Regions from separate parts of the Athene noctua genome. Here region 1 is linked to region 2. Evidence: chromatin contacts called from public Hi-C data. All regions are on one chromosome and are shown on one strand. Each heading gives the region's core, a stretch centred on a gene start, on an enhancer-like site or on the middle of the called end of the contact. The rest is flanking DNA. Distances are from core to core; before and after follow the strand shown. Region 1 holds the start of GATA4 (GATA binding protein 4). Region 2 holds the start of LOC141955877 (L-threonine 3-dehydrogenase, mitochondrial).

Region 1 (6,167 bases), core at 2,351-4,850, 200 kb before region 2:
TACCACAGGGCTGCGTTGGCATGTTTTAAGCCAGGCCAAAATTCCTCTTCTTAGAAGAAATTAGTAGAAATAAAGATCTTATTGCTTTTTCCATTTTCTGTCACCTTTGTATACAGTTTCACTAAACTTCTTTCCCCAGTGCATTGCTTTACAGCGGGGAAAAATGCCATGCCGAATTGCACAGACTGCATGTCTGTGCCTGCATATCCAACTACACCTGAATAGACTTGATCTTCATTATTAAAAAATGATAATAATTAATATTCTAATGATCTCAGGCATGCTCTGCAATTAACTCTATCCAAAGGTGACGGTTCTCCAGGAACATAAATCACTGGAGGGAAATGAGAGCGCTGCAAACATCACTTGATTTAATACAGCCTTGTGGAGGATTTTACTTCCACCCTGGGATTCCTCATTGTGCAGGGAATAAAAATATCTTTAGTCTTAAGGAAAGGCAAAGGAAGGAGTTTGGGCTTCGCCGTGACAGGGACTGCTTGGACGCTGAGCCAAGCTCAGATGCGTTATTAAAGCGGGTCTGTGATGGGTGCAATCCACGATGGTGTTTCCCTCCCACTAAATCTTTCAGTACCTTCAGTTTTTTAGCCCATCAGAACTTTTCACCCTTTCTCATCGAAAAAAAACCACCTTGAAATGACCATCTAACCTTGACATGCTTCACACAACCCCCTCGATACCCACAGCTTGGGCAAAGCATCGCCCTGGTGTCGAGAGGGACCCGGCTGGGAGCAGCCCGACAGCGGCCACGTTCCCACTCGGGAGAAGAGGGAAAAGGGCAGGTCTGGACCTTAATCTACTTACCGGGGGAGCTGCCTTCTGAAAAATCCATTTTATTCCTGGATTTAATATTCCTGGATTTCAGTTTCAGGTGGTTTCTTGTTTCTTTTTTTTTTTTTTTTTTTTTTAGCCAAAACCAACCACTTTTTATATAAAACCCAAGTGCTTTTTTCACACTCAAGGCAGAGACATAATTAAACCCACACTAAAATCAATCCCATGGTTTCTCCTGCAGTGCCCTCGGCAATGCCCTCGGCGATATTGTGAATCCCTCACCCGAATCAGGACCTGGTGATGGAAAAGGGTCCCATCTCCTTCCTCCTTCCTTAGCTACCACTAATGTTTTCTGGACTGGCTCAATGCATCCCATCTTCCCGGTGTTATTTAAAAGCCCGGATAAAAACCACTTTTTGCCACCAAAAGGCAGGCTGCGAGACCTGCAATGCAAACGGCTACTCAAGGCAGGGCTTGAAACCCCCAAATCACTACACTCAATCTCTGGCACCTCAAAAGCTGCCGGGTATTTCTGCAACTGCAATTCATCATTTGCATTATTTTGGTTTTAAGCTATTTTTATTACTAAGAGGCCTTTTGAGACTACAGCAAAAAGGTGATTTTTTTTTTTTTTCCCCCCCCAAGGAAGAGATGGCATGGTAGTCAAATACAAATGTGCATATGTCCTTGTTGTTAATACTCAATTATTTTTTGATTATCCACATCATCCTGCTTTTTTCCTATTCTTCCTATCTTCTCATGGCTTCCCAAAAACATTGCCTGGTTGGCCAAAACCATCCTTAAAGATGATCTGTTCCCCATTTTAAGCAATTTCATAATGCCCGAAGAAAAGCAAAACGCATTGGCAAGGCCAAGCCTGCACTGACGCCCAACTTCCCTTTCTTTAACATCTTAAAATCATGTTAAAGATAAAGCAAATTTTGCTAGACATGATGGAAAAATTGCCCTCCGAAATTCAGGTTAAAGAACGCAATCTTAAAATGTATCTGCAGACAAATTTGAGTCATTTTCTTTGTTAACCCTGACCCCGAAGCCAACAGAAATACCTTCATGGAGAGAAGGCGGGGAGGAAAACAGGAGTTATGAAACCACGATGCAAAGATGTACCCCGCATTTCTCTCTACCTTTCTCCCTCTTCTGACATACAAAATATAAAAGCAATATTTTAAGCCATTTAGTCCTATTTCTGGTTGTAGGACCCAGGGGCGTTTAATGAAATGAAAGGCTCGGGGATCGGGATCAGCACAAGAGATAAGGGGTAAAATTTTGGGGGGCAAGGAGACACCGCAATACGGGGTTGGTTTGTTCAGCTGTGCCTGTGAGTCCCCCCAAAAGTCCGATGAGAAATGTGGATGCATTTTTTTTTCTCTTTCTTCAACATCTCTCCCCCCTCAGCACCAAATTTCCCCTCGCTTTCCCTTTTTCTAGCCTAACCAACCCTTCTAAAAATTAAAAAAACCTCATAACATAAAATAGCCCAAAGTGAAGGTCTGGGATTCACAGGCCAAACATTGATTTCCTCATTTTCCAAATAAATTGTCCCCATTTTACACCTAAAGCAAGCCGGGGAAGGGGCTGCCTGCACACCCACGGAGCATCGTGTCCTGCACACCGTGCTCACCCCCGTCGCAGCCCCTAAATCCCCTCGGAGCTATTTGTGGAGCCAGCGAACCCTTTCCCAAGAGCTCGACACATCATTTCTTACTGCTTCAGGCCTATCCTAAATTACGCTTAGTTTTTAGCAACTGTGGTCCGTGAGGATATTTTAAAATGGTGGGTTTGCAGACAAAGTGTATGCGCAAGGCGGGAGGGGGGGGGGGCGGACAACCCCAGCACCGTGGGGACCCCCATGTTTCGCAGCGGCTCTGGCAGCAGCGTCCCAAATACGCTGAATTTCTCCGTCCTGCCCTTCGCGCCTCCTCGCCCTACTCGAATAGGGGTGAGGGCACAAAAATTTGGGGGTGTGCGGTGAAACCCTCCCTCCCCTATCCCAGCGGTGGCTGCGCTCACCTATGTTGGCGTGTCGGGCGGCCGCGGGCGTCCCTCGGCTCTGCAGGTTGTGCAGCATGGGGCTGTCGAAGGGCGAGGAAGTCCAGGTCGTGGCCATTTCGGGGCTCATATAAGCCGGGTAGGGGCTGGAATAGGAGCTGCCAAACCCCCTGCTGTACTGCTCCCTCCCGTTAGCAGAAAGGTTCAAGGAGCTGCCGTAAGCCGCCGCGGCTTCCCGGGAAGAGGTGGCAGGGATGGGGGTGCTGGTGGAGAAGGAGAACCGAGGTGACACGGAAGGGTGAGAAGATCCGGGGTTGTAAGCGGCGCTTTCGGCTCCGGGTTGAGTCCAGATGGAGTGGCTGGAGACGGGGCTGCCTTGCTGGGAAGAGCCGCTGCTCTGGAGGTACGGCAGGCTGGGGAGCATGGAGGTGACCCTCGTGGTGGGCACATAGACGGGGGACGCTGCGGCCGCGCTGTGCATGAAGCCACCTGCCCCCTCGTACGCCGGAGGGCCTGGGTTAGCTGCCATGGCTAAACTCTGGTACATCTCGTGACGGGCCTCCCCAAACCCCAGCCGGGTCCCCGGCCACAATCCAGAGCGACGGGGAGCGGGTGAAAAACCCCAGGCTCCACTTTCCCCTACGGTGAGCGGTGGCCGGAGCGGTCTCGCGTGGGTGCAGCCTTCCAGCCAAAACCAAACCACCACCAGAGATGCAATTTTTCTCCACCACCCCCCTCCCCACCCTTCCCCACCACCCACCTTCCCCCACCTTCAGCAGGTCCGGCCACCGCTTCGACACCCCAAGGAAGAAGTCCAGGTCCCTCCGGAGGAGAGATTTAGCTCCCGCCTGGATTTAGCTTCTCCCACCGGGCTCCATCCATCACCTCCCGCCCCCCCCCCCCCCCCCCCCCCCCCCCTCCACGATGGGGCTGGGCTGCTTAAAACCCTCGGTCAGTCTCCTCCCCGCCTTTCTTCTTCCCCCCCCCCCCCCCGCCCCGTCCAACAACACCTCCGGGGGAGGCAGGGGGAGATGCGGCCGGGGATGCAGGAGATAAGGAGGTTAGAGCAGTCCCGGGGGGGGGGGGGGAGATGAAAAGAGGGGGGTACACAGCCTGGAAGGTGAGAGACAGAGATGCTTTCTCCTAGGGCCTGGAGCAAAAAAACCTTTGTCCCGCAGGTACGATCGGTGCTTTAAGTTGTTAATGGCCCCCGAGGCCGGCGTTTGATGTGGGGCTGGCAGCCGGGGGGGGTGGGGGGGGTGGGAAGGTGGGGAGAATTAAATTAGGCAGGCGGTGGGGAAAGAAGAGGAGGAGGAGGAAGGCTGGCTCGATCCTCCCAACCCGCGCCCACCCCACACGTGTCCGCACCACGTAAAGGCCACGCGTGGAGGGGGGGGTGCTTAAAAGGGGAGGGGGGGGGCATTAACCGCTGCACCCCCCATTAATGCTGTAGGCCCACTTGCCAGTGATGGCATGTGGGGAGCAGACCCCTACCAGCACCCACAAAACGCCCCCTCCCGGGTGTTTTTAATACACACACCCCCCCCTCCCCGCTTTTCCATCGTGGGGAGCTGGGAGCACACTGGGGTGACCCACTGGGGACTGGGGGTGCCGTGGGTCCGGGTGGGGAGGCATTTCCCAGAGCTGTAGGGCTGGGTGGGTGCGATGGGTGCTTTGGTTTCTGGTTTGGGCTCATTTGAGTTGGGGGGGAAGTTGGGGCGGGGGGGGGTGGTTTTTTTTCACGTGGTGCAGGCCGCGGGATGCCTTGCATGTGGCTTGGAATGCCGACACCCCAAAAACCACTTCTGGAGGGCGGTCAGGGTGAAATCCCCTTCCCAAGGAGGATCTGGGAAGGAGATGGAATTACCCGAGACTCCGTTTTCTCTGCAGATTGTGCAGGGATCCTAGAAAACCATCTCACACCCGGAAAAGGGCTGGATTGGGGGGGCGGGGGGGGGGGAATTATGGTCAGAGAAATAACTCTTGGGACTGATTTAGATTTAACTAGCAGATTCCCCAGGCTGAACCTCTCCGCTGGGCTGAATTTAGCAGCAGCAGAGATAACCAGGAGATAAGGGCTGATACCGGGAGGACAGCGGGAGACCGGCAGGCGAACGAGGAAAGGGGGAGAAGCTGGAGGCAGCGTTGGGAAGGGGTAAGGATGGAAGCGAGACGGGAAGAAGGGGGTTTAGGGGAGCTTTGCTTCCCCCCGAAACCCAAGGGATGGAGGAGAGGTTGGTTCGTGTGCGTGTAACCGGCCTAGGATGGAATGTTTCCACAGGACTCTCCAAAGAGGAGCCGGAATCGCAGGAGGGGAGAAAGAAGTGAATTCCCCTCCTGCCTGTAGTAATAGTAATGATGACAATAAAAAAAAAAAATGAACCAAAAAAAGCAAAATCAATTTTGAAGCTTAAGGAGACAATAGGAGGAAGCTTTCAGGGGAGACCTGTGGGAAGGGACTCTCTGGGGTCCCAGCGTGACAGCGAGAAAGAGGAGCGAGGGGACAGAGAAGCGCTACCCACCTTCGGTGCTGGGGGGGCAAGGGGTGGAGGGGGGGCAAGGCCGTGGGGCAGGACACCCCCTCGCTTCGGGGAAGGCAGAGGGCTATGAGATGCCTGGCTCCTGCCTGCTCCTGATTCGGGGGGTGTTAGGGGCAGTGGGGTTCTGTCTCTCCCCCCACCTTGGCTCCCCAGTGTGTCCAGACTCCCCAGTCCCACTCGCTGACTGGTTTACCCACGTCACGTGTAAATGGGCGGTGATGGTAGGAAAGGAGGAGGAGGGGGGGGGGGGGTAAGCAGAGGGGGTGGCTGGTATCTGTTGCACCATCAGCCGGGCGCCAGGTTTCATTGCTGTGAAAAAAAAAAAAAAAAGGAATAAAATAATAAAATCAAACCACCAGCCCGGGCATGGCCACACGGCCGGCCCCTGTGCTGCAGGCAAAGTCCAGCCGGGCAGCCTTGCTCCGCACCTCCCCACGCACCCGGAGGACACCCATGCCCAGCTCACAGAAATAATAAAGGATATTTCCGGGGGGGGCAGAACACGACACCCCCCGAGCCCTTTGGAGGCACCCCCCGTCCTTAGGGATATTGCCCAGGTGGGATTTCTCCAAGCTCCTGCCCCCCAATCCTTCATGCTCCAAGCAGAGTGGTCACAGCCTCCCCTCCACCCCAACCTGTTTGGGGGTGTCCCCCCCCCACACCAAACTGGACACCCATCTCTTTTTCCCCCCCCCGCCACCTCCCCGTGTGCTGCAGAGGCCGCCGGGTCTCAAGGTTAATGGTGCAGCCCAGAGCCGGCTGCACCCCGCTGCAATGTGGGGTCCCACCGGGCACTGAGCCCACGGGGGGGCTCAGACACCCCCC
Region 2 (6,087 bases), core at 260-2,759:
GAGGGAGGAAGGAGAGGTCAGAACCAAACCCCAAATCTCCCACAGCATTTCTGGGGGCTGCCGAGATGCCACGGGATGCTCCTCCACACGACTACCCAAAGTCATCCAAAACTTGCTTCTTCCAAAGAAAAGTCAAGATATTCCCTAGGGCACAGGATCTCACAGACTCCCAACCACTAGTACTTTCAAAACAGCCAACATCCTCGGGCATGTGGGCGACACCAACGCACTAAACTCCAAGCTATCGTTCTCAACTCACGTTTGCCTCCAAAACCACAGAGTTTCTGCTTCAGACCTGAAGAAGGGTTTACGCACTGGCAAGCTCCTCTACTTTTTTCCAACTGTATTAAGAGCTCGAGTGGAAAGTTACTGCCCGCCTCAGGCATCCAGAAGACGAAGCACATGCCACCTTGCCTGTGTCCCACGGGAAAGCCTCACTCCCTGGCACCCAACTGCTGCCAACTGGAAAGTCCATCGGATCACTGCATTTGGGAGCGCTCGAGCTGCAACAACTAGGGGATACTCTCAGCTCACCCAACAATGAAGGCAGCCGGGATGGCTGGACAGACCAAAGCCATCACATGTTCCCTTCTGGAATTTTGGAGAGCCCCAAGCTGGGGTAAGGGGACTCGGTGTCCCTCCCTGTGTCCCCTGACATGGTGGATGTGCCAGGGCAGGGCAGAGGGGTGGCCGGGCTGTCGCTGTTCCCTCCAACTGGCAGCTGTTGGCGAATTTCTGCTAAAATAACCTTGAGACACACACACACGCACGCACAACCGCTGCGGCTCGTTTGTCAGAGGTGACGCACGACGCTGGCCCGGTCGCAAAGCCCGCCAAGAAAAGACGTCAGCCTGAAACGCCGAGGGGACGAGTGGAAATCTGACCTCAGCAACCAAAAAAAGAAAAAAAAAAAGAAAAAAATAAAAAGGAGTCAGATTATAGCCATGCTACCGAACAGCGTGACGCTCCTGGAGCGGATAAGGAAAGATCTACTTTACGCCGGGCCTCTAGAAATGAAGCAAAGAGGCTGGAGCGAATTAGGCCGGAGTGAGTTAGGCGCACGAAGATCTCTAAGCTCAGCCCAGGTCTCTGGTGAGGGAAAGGGCCGAGGAAAGGCTCGAAGCCCAACGCGCCGCTCGCATCCACCCCGCCGCCGCCGCCCCGGGAGGAGCCGCCGAGGCGGCGGGGGGAAGGCGGCTCCCTCCGCCGGCAGGCCCCGGTCCTCCCCCCCGCCACCCCCGGAGATGAGGCGATGGAGGGCGGGAAGCGGCGCCCCCTCAGCCGAGCGGCCGATGGGCGGCAGCGTCCGAACCCATCCCCCGCCTCATTCATTCGGCCACGGGCCGGGGAGCGGAGCCGGGCGGGGCGGCCCCGCAGCCCCCGGCGGCCCCCCGCAGCCCCCCGCGGCCCGGCCCCGCGCTCACCCGCGGCCCCCGCCGAGCTCCCGCCGCTGCCCGCCGCCGGCTCCCGGTGCCGCTCGCCCGGCGCCGCGCCCACAGAGGCTGCGGGGGGGCGGGGCTGGGGCCAGGCCGTCACCGCCCGCCTGGGAGGAGATTGACGGGGCAGGGAGGAAGGGGGGGGGGGCGGTGTGACGCCATAGCCACGCAGCCGTGACGTCAGAGTCACGCAAACGTGACGCCGTGCCCCCGGCGGCGCGTCTGTGGGGTGAGGGGAGCGGCCCTCCCGCAGGCCGGGGGGAGCAATGGACGGGGCCTCCTTGGGCGCGGTGGCACCGGGGGGGCAGCGGGGCAGCGCAGATCCTGGAGGTGCCCCGAGACGTGAGGTCAGCGGCCAGCGGGGCGACGTCACGGCGCTGGCTGAGGCCACGACTGCGGAGAGAAACTGGGGACGTGCGGCGGTGCCGGGGTCTGAGGCCAGGGGAGCCGTTGGTGGCCCCTTTGCAAATGCCACCGAAAATAGTATTTAGACTCTCAGGATCGTTTAGGTTGGAAAAGACCCTCAAGATCATCAAGTCCAACTGTAAACATTGCCGAGGCCACCACTAAACCCTGTCCCTAAGCGCCACGTCTACACGTCTGTTAAACCCCTCCAGGGATGGGGAATCAACCCTGGGCAGCCTGTTCCAACCCTCAACAACCCTTTGGGGGAAGAATTTTTTCCCAATATCCAATCTAAACCTCCCCTGGCGCAACTTGAGGCCGTTTCCTCTCATCCTATCGCTTGTTACTTGCGAGAAGAGACCAACACCTCCCTCTCTGCACCCTCCTTTCAGGTAGCTGTAGAGGGCAATAAGATCTCCCCTGAGCCTCCTTTTCTCCAGACTAAACCCCCCCAGTTCCCTCAGTTGCTCCTCACAAGACTTGTGCTCCAGACCCTGCACCAGCTCCGTTGCTCTTCTTTGGACACGCCAGCACCTCAATGTCATTTCTAAGAGCAAAGCATCCTCCGTTGGGCTGCGAGGTAAGAACGGCGCAAAGCCTGTGTGGCTGCGGGAAGGGCAGGACTAATTCAAGATAACGGTGAAGCAACTTCTCTTGGGGATTGGGCAGCCTGTTGCTCAACTCCTTGAGCAGGATGAGTGCTGCTGTTGATGATCCCACGGGGCGAGAGGAAGGACCAGCAACCTGCATATTTTGCCAAAGAAAACCTTTCAATTCAACAGCTGTTGAGGAGGGTGTAGCAAATGGACATGTTCTGCAGGGTTTGTGTACTTAGGAATAAGAGTCTTCGATGATCAGCGTGCAGATGGAAAATTCTTCTACCTCCAAGCAGGAATTCATACAGATGTTCAAGAGTAAGTTCATTTATTAGAGTTAAAATGCCAGAAAGGCTTTTGAGTATTAAAAAAAAAAAATAAAAAATCAGGAGCTCCATCATGAAGAAGTTAGAAGGGGAATGTCCTCTAAGAACATGGTAACTATCCTTTGTGATAATTAATGGCAGAACACTGATGGCAAGACTTCAGAAATAAATAAAGGATTAGACATTTGCCTTTCTACATGAAGACAGAAAAGCGAAAGCTGGAAGGTGTTTTATCTCCCCCCTTCCCCACTATAACAGTTTAAGACATGTTTATGGGCAGAAATTAGGCAAGATGGAAACACTAATCCCCAAATGATGGGAAGACTAATCCCCGAAATGCCGTGAAATACAACAACCTTCCAAAAAGATAGGTGATGTTTCAAAAAGATATGTTTAAAGGTGACATTGTGGCAGTGTGGTCCCCCCATTCTCCCAGCCTGTCCTGTATTTCCCACTGGTGGTGATTGTAATGGATATGTCTGGTCATGATGGCCTCATGCGACTCCAAATGGATTTGGGGGAGACAGATAACAACACAATAGCCAACGGTTTATTTGAACAATCTGCCCACCTAACCACAGTGCTGGTCAGTGTCTGACTCAACCCAAACTTGGAAGAAACTAACACCTGTAGTCGGTAAGTAAATATGACTGTAAGTCAATGATCTTACTCCATAAATAGTGGAGAGCCCAGGGCCTGTTGAGCTCTCCTGCACGGCAGCAGGCTACATGCCAGGATTTCCCCTTGAGTAGGGACACCTCTCAAGGTTACTGCTCGAGGTTGAGAGAGTCCTTGCCACAATGGAGTCTCGCTAAGTGATTAACAGCATGCTCAACTTTGAAATCCTAAGTGATATAAATGATTGTGCACATATAATCCTTTAGACGTAAACCATTGGCCAAGTGTGGGACTGGGAGTGGATCCAGCTGCGCCTAGACTCCTTTCTGGGAAGTTTAGAAAGTAAGGGGGTCCATTCTGTACCTGGTGACTCAACGCAAGGGTCTCTCTGACCCTGTCCTCTACGCAGTAAATATTAAGTGAACCTTGCCATCGAATCTTGATAAACCATCGTTGCGTTTACTGTCAAACTTTGTTAAATCTGTTTTATATCAATAAACATATAGCTACTTCTCTCTTACAAAAGAAATGTGTCACTCCATCCATGACAAAAATCCAAGTCAAAGGAGGAGGTTGGTTTGCCTTCGGGAGCACCTTCAAACACAGAAAAGTAAGTACTGCTAAGTGTTTGAGGGTAAACATGACTCAAGCTCTAATCATTTTTAAAAGCAGATAAGCTCAACACCACACAAAAATGACTCCATTGTATGAATAAAAATCAAGTGGGTACAGCCAACAGGAAGGACCCATACAAATGTAATTACTGCATTTAGCTTCCTTATGCCTCAGTGTTCGGCTTATAATAAATGGCCTTGAAAAACAGCATTTTTATAACGAGTAGTCAGTTTGAAAAGCTCTGTGAGGTCCCCATCTGCTCCTTGCTGTGGTGAGGCAGGTACTGCTCACCGCTCAGTGAACTGAACTAAGAACATAAAAGCAACCACAGCAAATCAAACAGAGATCATCCTAGTCCAGCTTTTTTTGTCTCTAACAGCAGCTCTTTCCCCACAACACTCTCACAGACCTCCGTGATCTACAGCTGAAGGACTTTCTGCACCAGAGGTGGTATCTTCACATTCCATGTATCTACAGTCACTCGAGAATAATGTTTTCCTCCTCCGCAAACTCACCGGTATGCTTTTCAAACTCAGGTAAGATTGGTGCCTCTTTCCTATATAATTTAGTGCCCTCTAATTATATGTAGCTAAGGTGTTGCATAACAATCCCCGACCTGCCTGCCAAGGGGTGAAATTCATAAGGAGGAGGGAACATCTCTGCGGCAAGCTAATCTTATCTCAAAGCCTTTGTTCTTCAAGATTGCTTGGGGAGTTAATGTTGTTTATGGTTGTGAAAGATAGAAGTGTTTGGAATGAGAGGGGAAAAAAAATAACGTTGTTTGCTAGAAGTATAGCTCAGCAGAAGAAATGAGAAGGGTCTGGAGCTGTCGAAGCTCTTTGTACAAACGTTGCAATGAGACTTGTGAGGATTGGCTCAAGGAAAGGAGGATTCAGTCACCTTCTATTTGAAAGTGAGCATTGCTGACTGCATCCCCTGTTTAAGACTTGCTGTGGTCCGTCGGATCAGTGATCCATCAAACACAGTGTCCTGTTTGCCAGCAGCTTGTCTCCTTTGTCCTTCAGAGGATATCCTACTGATTCACACGGTCACAATATTCCCCTGCAAAGGGGAACAACACACGAGCTTCTCCTGACAGCAGCACCTTTTGCTGTCAAAAGTCACCTACTCCCTCAGCCAGAAACAGCAGGAGAACCTTGATTGAGGAGGGAGATTCCCATATCGAGCCCTGCTTCCTAGGCTGAAAAACCCTAGCACACCAGGACGCTGCTAAGAGTTTTAGAAAGTGTGACACAGGATCAGATTTAAGTCCAAATACTTTGCACAAACTGCTCCAGGCTCTCTAATCCTTCCCGGTTGGTTATTGAGAGCTTCCTGCTACACAGAGCTTTACCAGTTGTTGAGGAAATTTGGAGTGCCTGGACTGCATTGAACTGTGTCACGTTACTGGGTTTCTGAAGTTTTGGCCATGTAAGGCCCCTCTCTAGAAGAATTTTCAGCCAGTACCCCCCAAGAATGTGCGTGTTCCTCACTGCCTCCATGCAGTGTTATGGTATTCTCACATCGATGAGGGGAGTGTCAGGCCCAACAGGTGGGATGGCCCTTCAGTGGGTTGTCTGCCTCCAAGAACAGGTAGCTCAGGACATTTGTTCTAAGTAAACCAGGCGGAGGTGGGCTGGGGAGAAGTACAACAGATGGGGGCAACAAATAGCAGAGGAGACTCAGCCCTCAGGCAGGCAAAGGAGGGCAGAGAAGCGATGGAGAGACTGAGTGAAGGAGGGCGTTGGATCAAATGGGCAGAACCAGCCTACAGAGGTCACAGATAACTGTATGAGCTGGCTGCTGTGTGCAGCCACTTCTCACTGGACACTTAGCAGCCTTTCCAAGAGGATTCACCAGGGGCTTCACAGCTTTCCTGTTAGGCTACTAGTCGGAGAAGCATCAGCAGGGATCCTGGTGTCTCAGGGAACACACTCATTTGTGCAATCTCAGGGCAGCAGGCGCTCACAGCTGGGCCCTCGTTTTACCCCCAAGGGAGCCCTTTGCTCCAGCTACCTGTGCACCTCCCAGCCATGTGGGAAGAAGAAACACCGGTGCAAAAGTGCAGGGGAGATCAGCTGTTGCATGATG

The links. A called contact is a pair of places that touch in the nucleus more often than the background predicts.
Region 1: a contact with region 2 is called in a Hi-C map of liver, with 2.4 times the contacts expected there. The contact joins the promoter of GATA4 here to the promoter of LOC141955877 in region 2. A contact is called at or near these places in 2 of 2 Hi-C or Micro-C datasets (heart and liver).

The regions. Positions count from the first base shown.
Region 1 is chr1:5,150,308-5,156,474 of bAthNoc1.hap1.1, reverse strand. GATA4 (GATA binding protein 4) reads right to left here and starts at 3,600. Exons shown (of 7, transcript XM_074895475.1): 1 at 2,824-3,600. The coding sequence starts at 3,349. It overlaps LOC141955879 (a long non-coding RNA gene), which reads left to right and starts at 3,066. Exons shown (of 3, transcript XR_012632791.1): 1 at 3,066-3,205; 2 at 4,801-4,957.
Region 2 is chr1:4,952,107-4,958,193 of bAthNoc1.hap1.1, reverse strand. LOC141955877 (L-threonine 3-dehydrogenase, mitochondrial) reads right to left here and starts at 1,509. Exons shown (of 10, transcript XM_074895471.1): 1 at 1,425-1,509.